Regions from separate parts of the Anser cygnoides genome. Here region 1 is linked to region 2. The links are chromatin contacts, called in public Hi-C maps. All regions are on one chromosome and are shown on one strand. The core of a region is the stretch at or near the end of the contact, and the rest is flanking DNA. Distances in the headings are between cores, read along the strand shown. Region 1 holds the start of KLB (klotho beta). Region 2 overlaps RFC1 (replication factor C subunit 1).

The links. Hi-C and Micro-C count contacts between places; a contact is called where the count stands out from the background.
Region 1: a Hi-C map of liver shows a contact between it and region 2, with 12 times the contacts expected there. The contact joins the promoter of KLB here to the enhancer-like site in region 2. A contact is called at or near these places in 2 of 7 Hi-C or Micro-C datasets (both in liver).

Annotation. Positions count from the first base shown.
Region 1 is chr4:24,207,872-24,212,600 of Taihu_goose_T2T_genome, reverse strand. KLB (klotho beta) reads right to left here and starts at 1,423. Exons shown (of 5, transcript XM_048072865.2): 1 at 591-1,423. The coding sequence starts at 1,328.
Region 2 is chr4:24,171,652-24,176,198 of Taihu_goose_T2T_genome, reverse strand. It overlaps RFC1 (replication factor C subunit 1), which reads left to right. Exons shown (of 24, transcript XM_048072864.2): 10 at 1-11; 11 at 586-690; 12 at 1,876-2,272; 13 at 3,198-3,307. Among named protein-coding and RNA genes, the nearest start is that of RFC1, 32 kb to the left of the region's middle. Within about 2 kb of position 1,633, at least 1 of the 3 cell types and tissues checked has open chromatin away from gene starts, as enhancers often do. A contact at or near this core is called in liver, where this site is marked.

The DNA of each region.
Region 1 (4,729 bases), core at 174-2,673, 37 kb before region 2:
CATAAAAATTAAAATGCTGAAAATGCTACAGAAATAATGTAATTTTGAAACTCTTAAATACTGAAGGGGACATTTGTTTTCTTCTCAAACCAAGAACTGATGACCTCGCTAATTCAGTGATAAACATTTTGCAGTATGATCTTACTAAGCCAGAAGTAATCATATATACACATCTTCTACTGATAGTAAAACTGATCCAATAGGCAAATAGAACTAAATCTCTGTATAAACTAATGGAACGGTCATTTTAGCGTAGCTGAATGACTGAACAGTCATTTCAGTGTAACTAAATGAAAAGAAAAAAGAGGGAAAACTATGGTCTTTAATAGACAGATGTTGTAGGCAAAAAGAAATTTAAATAAATCAATAAACAAGCACCTTAAAACAAATAATTACTGAGTCAGCTGTTGTGACTACAACATTGAAATCAATTTGAGATTTTGAAAAAAAACAACTGCCTTAGCTAAGGGTTATTTCTTGATGTTTTCACATTCTTTGATTATTTTTTTAACATTGATTACACGATTGATTCATCCCATTATTTCCTATGACAGTGCAAGATCAGTTTATAAAACCTTACTATACTGTACCTTGATCAGATTGTGTCCTACAGTGTAGACAGTGGTTACTTTCCCTTTCTCTCCGGGAGCATGAATACCTGTGCCATACCCATGCCAAGCAACTAAGTAAGGATTATGGATGGTAATCCAATACTTAACACGATCCCCAAAGGTCTGGAAGCAAAAGGTGGCATAGTCGTTGAATATATCAATTACTGATTCATTTTTCCATCCCCCATATTGTTCTTGCAGTGTCAAGGGCAGGTCCCAGTGGTACAGGGTAACCACGGGGTCAATATTTCTGTAGACTAGAGAGTCAATAAGGGTGTTATAGTACTGGAGTCCTTTTTCGTTGGGAGCTGCTACCACCCCAGTGGGAAAAAGCCTCGACCACGAAATTGAAAACTGGTAAAAGGTAACTCCCAAAAAATCCAGAGCTGACAGATCTTTGTCCAGCAAGTTGTAACTGTCACTGGAAACGTCCGTGCTGTCAGCATCTCTGAACTCCGTGTGGATGAAGCGGTCCCAGATGGAGGATCCTTTCCCGTCCTTCCTCCAGCTGCCTTCCACCTGGAACGCCCCTGTCCCTATGCCCCAGAGAAACTCTTTGGGGAAAGTGTCATACAAAAACATCTGTGTTTCACTCACGGGACTGGAGTTAGGGTCCTTTTTCCACACAGATCTTCCCTCTCCGGCAAGCCCAGCGACTATCCTTATGAAAACTAATGTCCAAAAAGCAACAAATCTCTTCAGCCGTCGGCCACACATTATGCCGTTTTATAACGCCAGTGTTAAAAGTCAGATTTCCTTTACTGCCGCTGAAAAAAATCCATTCATTCCCTGGAGTCCCTGCTGTGCAGACTGTCTTCATTTGCCACTAACTGCTGGAGTGTCTTATCAAAGCTTCACTAAAAGCTTGCGATCGTAAAAGCCCTGTCAATGATTAGCCTGAACTGTGAGACCTGGAGTGGGTCAGAGAACAGCGTAATTTTTAGGGAGGTGGCCTCTGTATGATCACCGAGACACCTAGGCTGAGTTCTTCCTGCAGGAAAACATGTTACCTGAGCAATACGAAAAGCTCGGTCACTCGATGAGAGCATATAGGTGACAAAGGGTGCTCAGAAGCTATCCCATTCTTTGTTCCTCGTGCAGCTGTTTCAAGGAGAAGAAATAGAATTCAGACTACAGCCTCCATTTAAAAGGCAATTTATCAATTTTTAATGAATCACATGTTAAATAAAAAGAGCATGCCAGAAGGGTTTGGGGTCTTTTCCCAGAGTTTAACTTTACCTATGTGAAATTTAACGTACAACATTAGGATACAGTTTATTACTAGAACCAAGACAGACTCAATAAAAACAAACCAAACTCCATTTTTCCCCTCTCTGGACCATATTAATTTCTCTCTGAATTTTTTTCTTTGGGTACAAATCTCCACATATTTACCAATATCTTGTGAATATTTCCTCATATCATCCACTCAGAGAAAAGACCGAGCTTGCTCCTTTTCTGGGGAGACCCCTGAGTGCTATTTTGTCTCTCCCCACAGCATAGCAACTTAATGAAGATTACAACACTTAGACATATGCACATCCCACTGACTATGTATAAACACAAAGCAGGTCAATATTTCTTCCAAATACATGCACCCTTATAAAAGTCCTCTGTGCAGCTCTATGCACAGCAGCAGTACAAAATTAACAAGGTCTGTTCTAGTCCTTAAGCAATTTCCCTTAATTTCTTTAAATAAAAATAATTAGCAAAGATAATTAGGCTTGAGAGATGCTATTTTGGTATTGATTAATTTAACAATCTCAGTATATGCAGCTGGGTTATCAGTACAGTGAATATCTTACAGAGCAGCTAGACAATATTTTATAATCTCATCTTTTAACATATTTCAAATTACAGCAAAACTACATGCGTCAAGACATGGTAAATTTACTAAATACAGTAAGGCTGATGCCTGCTATTTTTGCTTTTCTTCAGGCACAGTAATATAAAATGTATTCACACTTAGATCACAGCTGCTCAAGAGCAATACGAGGCATCTTTACATGCAAGACAGTTATACACTGAAACCTGAGCATGGGAACCACTTACCACATAAGTATAGCACCGTGTTTGGATGAATTAGTCCTGCTGACATGTAGGAGATGAAAGTCCAGATGGACTGCTGGGCTACTGCTGCTTTATTGTTCCTGCTACCTCTGCGAGCATGTTTGCAAGCAGCCTGGGTGTCTTTGGCCAGCATTGCATAATGCCATTCAGACATACCTTGAGTTTAACAATTAAGCTGATTAAGACAATGGAAGATGGAAGACATATTATATTTGTTTTAAGATAAACAACAGAACATCTACCTTGACGCGTGTTTGTAAACATTTCTCTGCAGTGCCTGTACAAGAAACAGTTTCATCATAGATGTTGAAGAAAGCTCCCACCGACATCTTCTGCACTGCAGATCTCTACTGGCTGGGCTCTACTGTATTGTATGTTGTGAAACAGAACTGCAACACAAGTCTTTGTAGATGCTGCTATATCACTAAGGTAGTTTGTTACCACGATTACTGGATGTTTGAGTTCAGAACGCCCATAGAAGCTCTGTAACACTGTGGCTTTTTATTGGTGAGGTAAAACCATCAGGCTTCTCCCCAGCAACTAGAGCAGAGTTTGCACAACCTGCATCTTATTGCAGGCAACGGGGTGCATATACATGAGATGTGAAAGGTGCAGCAGAGACTTGTGCTCCCAGATGCTTAATCTGGACAAAGTCACGAACTGGATTTCTTTCCTTATTATTGATATGACTTGGAGCATGCCCCAATCAAGGTTTGGAAATGTTTTTCACTACAAGACTCCAAATCTAGTTTCTTACTGCTTTGTCACTTCAACTGTTCAGTCTATAATGTAACTTCATAAAGTTAAAGAGGAAGCAATTAAACTGATGAGAATCAAGTAGTGACTTGAATTTGGAAGGGGGCTGTGATTAGCTAGCTGAGCAGAGAGGGGGAAAGGAAATATGTGACTGTTAATTTAGAAAACAATTAACACAGGCTAGTGAGATGTGATCAGGGACTGTTGAGAAGCGAGGTTGCGGAGGGAGGGGAAGAGAAGAGGCAGGAATTAATTATTCCACTAGCTCAAGTGGTAAAGTCAGAGCAGGCTCTAGCCCTGATGCTGTTTGTGGATGTCAGTAAGATGCTGCACAGTGGGACTTCCTGCCCCCAGCCGTGCATTTAATGGCCCTGGTTTCAGAATGAATCACGGCTGGGAGAGGCTGTGGTCTCCAGGGCACCTGCCATTGCTGTTACAGTAGTCAGGAGGCCTAATAATTACACAGTTCAATTCACATCTATCAAATTTCCTTTTCTATTCTTGCCTCTGCCAAGATTAAGTGATTCAAATTCTGAAACCAGCTTCTCACTTGACCACAGATTATGTTTCTTGGGTCAGGGTTTCATCTTGAAAACCTGGGGTTTGATCTGCAGAAATGTTGAACACGTTACTTGCAAAGTTTGAATGTATACAATGTCAGCATGAGTTAAGACACTCATTCTGTCTAGATATTCAAATGAAGATAGAGAAAAGACTTAAACACAAAGTTCACTTAGAAAAAGTGTGATGTTTACAATAGCATCAGCTGCTCAGATCTGCTAATGTTAAGTGCTCCAGAAGCATGACTTATGTAACTGTCCTTCACGCTGCAATGCAAGTCTAAAACTTATCTTTGCCTTATACAGCAGAAACTGTTTGAGATGGGATCAACTCTTTTCTGAAGACACATAATCGTGATGGCTACTATAGAAAGCTTAACGTCAATAGAAACTAGAGCACAGATTTACAAGGAATTTTTGGTCTGCAACAAAATGCAAATTCCTGTTTCTAAAAGTTTTTTTTTTTTTTTAACCAGAGACTCTAATAAACAGACTATTACCTACAGGATTCATCCAAAATACAGCCTACCATCTAGTAAATGAGTACTTTAATGTTTATTAATGCCATGAAAAAATGTAGAATTCAACCTGAAATTTTAATTTCAAGAAACATACTCTTGCTGTGTTTTCCCACAGAATTATGATACCATACTTCTTTAGGGCAATTCCTAACCTCTGAGGTTCTTTGGACATCTGTGAAGCTCAGAACATCTCTGTTGCATGATACATCAT
Region 2 (4,547 bases), core at 384-2,883:
AATGTGAAAAGGTGAGTAGTGTTGTGCCTGAGCTAGGCAGAAGTGAAAATGTGAATTTTTGTATATTACTGGAAATCAATACAGTAATCTCCTCTGAAATGGAGTGCTATGAATAAAATTTATGTTAAAAAGGAAAAATTACCTAGTATGGTTTAGGGCTTCATTTTATTTTATTTATGTCATAAATATAAATATGAAACTGTGATGGGGAGGTTCAGGCTGGGAATCAGGAAAAAGTTCTTCACAGAGAGGGTGGTCGGGCACTGGGACAGGCTCCCCAGGGCAGTGGTCACAGCACTGAGCCTGTTAGAGTTAAAGAAGTGTTTGGGCAGTGCTATCAGACACAGGATCTGATTTTTTGGGTGGTTCTGAGGGGACCCAGGAGTTGGACTCAGTGATCCTTGTGGGTCCCTTCCAAGTTGGGATTTTCTACGATTCTATATATGCATACACACATTAACAACAACACAACAAAAACAGCTTTTTGTTGCTCTTATTTTGTGTTCCTAAACATAACCTTTACTGGAAAGGATTTTGAAGTGAATTATGTAAATCTCATTAACCTTCTAATTCTTATTTTCCCAGGCATCGGCTTTAGGGACAAAAATTATTGATGAGGATGGCCTATTTGATCTTGTTCGAACTATGCCAGGCAAAAAGTCCAAATATGAGCTGGCAGCTGAATCGGAGGTTTGTTCACTTGTTACAAACGTAGTTGTGTGTCGTGTGTGGTTCCCCAGATTGCAGGGAGCTTTGATCTCTTGTTCCGTGGACAGCAATCCTATGATTTGACCTACTAGGTTAGAAGTATTGAAAAGGAAAAAAAAATTGCTTGTGCTTTAAGGATTCTGCTTTAGAGAGGTAAGGTTTATTCTAATCAGACATTTTGTATTTTTAGGTATCTGACTGAGGGAGTAATCATGTCTTCTTAGATGACTTCAGTTTTAAACCCTGAGCCTTTGTTTATTCTTTGATGATATATGGTACCTGGAAAGGCCAATTAAAAAATTCTACTGTAAACATGGGACAGCTACTTGTAAACCATGTATATAGATAATGGATTTAATCTTTGTGGTACTTACTGTAAAAAACAGTAATAAGGTTTTTATGCACAATTAAATCTAGCCTGTAGTGGCTGATAAAATGTTATTAAAAATTCAGTTAGCTCTAGCATGCTTGATGTTCAGTATACATACTGCTTTGTTGTTTCCGATGCGGCTGTGAATTGTGTGTAGATACTGTTAGTACCTTCAGGAAAAGCAACTCTAAGCCTGTACTAGCTAATTACTTTAGTTCCCTTTTGAATTGCTTTGGGTTGAATACTTTCAGCTTATTTTTAAATGACAACTGTGTTTCTCTTTAGCCAGTGTGTGCTTGAAGAGCACTTCATTTATGGAATGCAGGTTGTTCCCCATTCCTGCTCCCTTCATCCTGCTCCAGGCGTGTTTTTTTTTTGTGTGTGTGTGTGTTCAAGCTTGGAAGTGTTGCTTTGAGAGCTGCACTTCCACTTCATGTGTGTCTGATGGCCTGTTCTTTACACCTTGTCAGTCATCAGTTTTGGATTATTTTGTTTAATGACCTGTCAGGCTTGGTGAGTAAGGAGACTGCTGGAACTTTTACTGTTCTTGGAATGCCCAGAATGTTTCCTGCCTCTTCTGTGGGCTGTGCTACAGAACCAGGTGACATCGTGTTTAACAGTGGTTTATTTTTCAAAGAACACTCTTTGATCTCCTCTTGGAAGTTTTTTAAAATCAATACAGAAGATTTGTTACTTTTTTAAGCACTCTTGTGCGTATGTGCAAACATAGCATGTTTGATTAACGTATTTATTTCTGGAAATTTTTCTTTAATTTTCTTATCTTTTGTTTTCCTAAGGCAAAGAAAACAGAGTCGAGACATAAAAAGACACCACAGAAAACTGAAACTGGCAAAAAGAATTTTAGCCCCCTCAAAAGGGAAGCTGATATTAAAAAAAGAAATTCTACTCCTGAGAAGGGAGGTACCTTCAAATCTGTTAAGAAAGAAACTGCTGCCGCTCGAAAGCTTGCAGACTTTAAACAGCAAACAGCGGAGAAGAAAGAAGTCCCAGAACCTAAGGGGACCTTGGTCTCTGAGATTAATGAAAATGGAACAGAGAGATTGCTATGGGTGGATAAATACAAGCCTACGTCTCTCAAGGCAATCATTGGACAGCAGGGTGAGCAGAGCTGTGCCAATAAACTTCTGCGATGGCTCCGAAACTGGCACAAGAATACCTCGGAAGACGGACAAGGTGACCAGCGCGGTTAACTTCTCTGTGCTCTTCCATGCCAGTCACGTTGCTTGGTTCTGTGTGTTGACATAGGTCCTCTGGGAGAGGGGAACAACTCCAGAAATCAGGAATGAGTCTGAAGTCAAATGCATTTTTTAGCAGCAGTTGAGTCCGAGGGTTTTGTTGAAGCAGTTGCTCACTTATCCCCTCCGCTTTCCCCCAAAAACAGAACAGCCAACTGTCTGAAGATATGTTTTTTTAGAATTGTGTGATATTTTCTTAAATGTGACTATTTCCAAAATAGACTAAAATAAGCTGGCAGCGTGCGTACATGTACATACATACATGCATTATATGTGTGTGTATAAATATAAAATACACACACACATAAAATGCCCTCACATTCAGTCTGTTGCATTATTTTTCACTATGAGAAGTGCTAGCCAGTGCTGACCCGTGTACACATGGGGAAAAAGCGGGATAGCAGTATGTCTAGAGGGCTGTCATCACATGTGGGGAAGAGATGAATTGTTAAGGCCCTTGTTCTTTGTCATGTAGCCAGTGTCATGCATAGTGCATAATCCTGTGGACAGTTTTTTGTGATAAAATAGCATACAAGCTTCACTGCAACCATAATAGGTAGTGTTTTTTTTTTTGTGGTGTATTTTTTTTGTTCTTTGTTATGATGTGGGTGTGAGAAAATTGCCGAAATAGTTGTGTTCCAGTAACATTTTTCAGTTTAGAATCTCTGCAAGTGTTACCTAATATGACTTAAACTGCTTTTCCCCATATGCTTAGGATGCAGGTGTGCATGTATTTTTTTGATACTCGTATCAATCCTTAAATGTAGAACTCAGTAATAGTTGATGTCCCTAAAGATTTACATGATGTGTGCAGATTATTTGGTAATATATATGTAGATAAAACCTGGAATCTTCTTTTATAGCAAAGGCCAGCAAACTTGGAGGCAAAGATGATGGTATTAGTTCTAAAGCAGCATTACTTTCTGGTCCACCTGGAGTTGGTAAAACTACTACAGCTGCTTTAGTTTGTAAGGTAAGTCCACATTAATAGTTGTTCCCAAGAGTATTTGTTTTGTGTTGATTCTGTAGCTGGATGTGTGCAGGTGGCTATCTCCAAAATTACCGGGTTCTGCTCCCAGCCTAGCTCCACCTGGTCAGAACAGGTTTGCAGGTGGCCTGGGGAGGGCCATGAAGGTGAGCAGAGGGCTGGAGCACCTCTCCTATGAGGACAGGCTGGGGGAGTTGGGGTGGTTCAGCCTGGAGAAGACAAAGCTCCGGGGAGCCCTTACAGCTGCCTTCCAGTACCAAAAGGGGGCCTACAGGAAAGCTCTGGAAGGACTCTTCATCAGGGAGTGTAAGGATAGGACAAGGAGTAATGGCCTTAAACTAAAAAAGGGTAGGCTTAGAGTAGATATAAGAATGAAATTCCTTACTTTGACAAGTTTCCTTGATTGTGATTTTTTTTAATATATCTAACAAAGATACCTTTCCCAGACTTATTCAAATTCAAATGTCTCTGTAGGATGAGTGAAGTTAACAGCAGGATGTCTGTTACTAAATCTGAATTTAGGAATTTGTTTTTGTGAACTTAGGGTTATGCTGTGTTCAACTGTTCATGAGAGTCAGCTGGGGATTCCATACTGTAAGAATGCCCTTAAAGCTAAGCATTAGTACTGACTTTGCAGATCATTTTGTTCTTAAGTGACTTGCAAGAACTCTCTTAAAATAGGATATTAAGAATTAGCAGCTGTCTGGTCTTTGTGCTGGGAAAGAGAGATTACGTGTTGTCTACAGCTCAAATGCTAAAATATCTTGCTTCATTTTTTTATTCCAACTGTGCTTCTCCTTCTCCAGAGACCTTAGAGCTTTGTGCTTACAGAAAGGTAGATGATCCAGAGCTTGTTTCTCTGGCTAATGCTGCACCTAGAGCTGGGTGTGCTGACTTGGGCTCATTTCTACGCCAGCGTGGTATTTTTTGCCTTTAGTTTGCAACTTAGCTTGCTCACAGCTGCCTTGGGTCTCTCTGCAGAGTGTTTCACTGTGCTCCCCAGACACAACTGACAAAACTGGGTTATCCAGACCCCAAGAACAAAGCTGTGCGCAGCACGCTGCTGTGGCGTGGCATGCCCTGGTGGGAGAGTTTGCTGATAAAGGAGCAGCTGGGTTGAGGTCCTGAAGGGAGTGACAGGCAGCCCAGCCCTGCTGTGAAGAGGTCGGGCTGCTGGGAGAGCCATGTATTTTCTAGCTGTTAAATAGTTAAAAGCTTTTCTTTC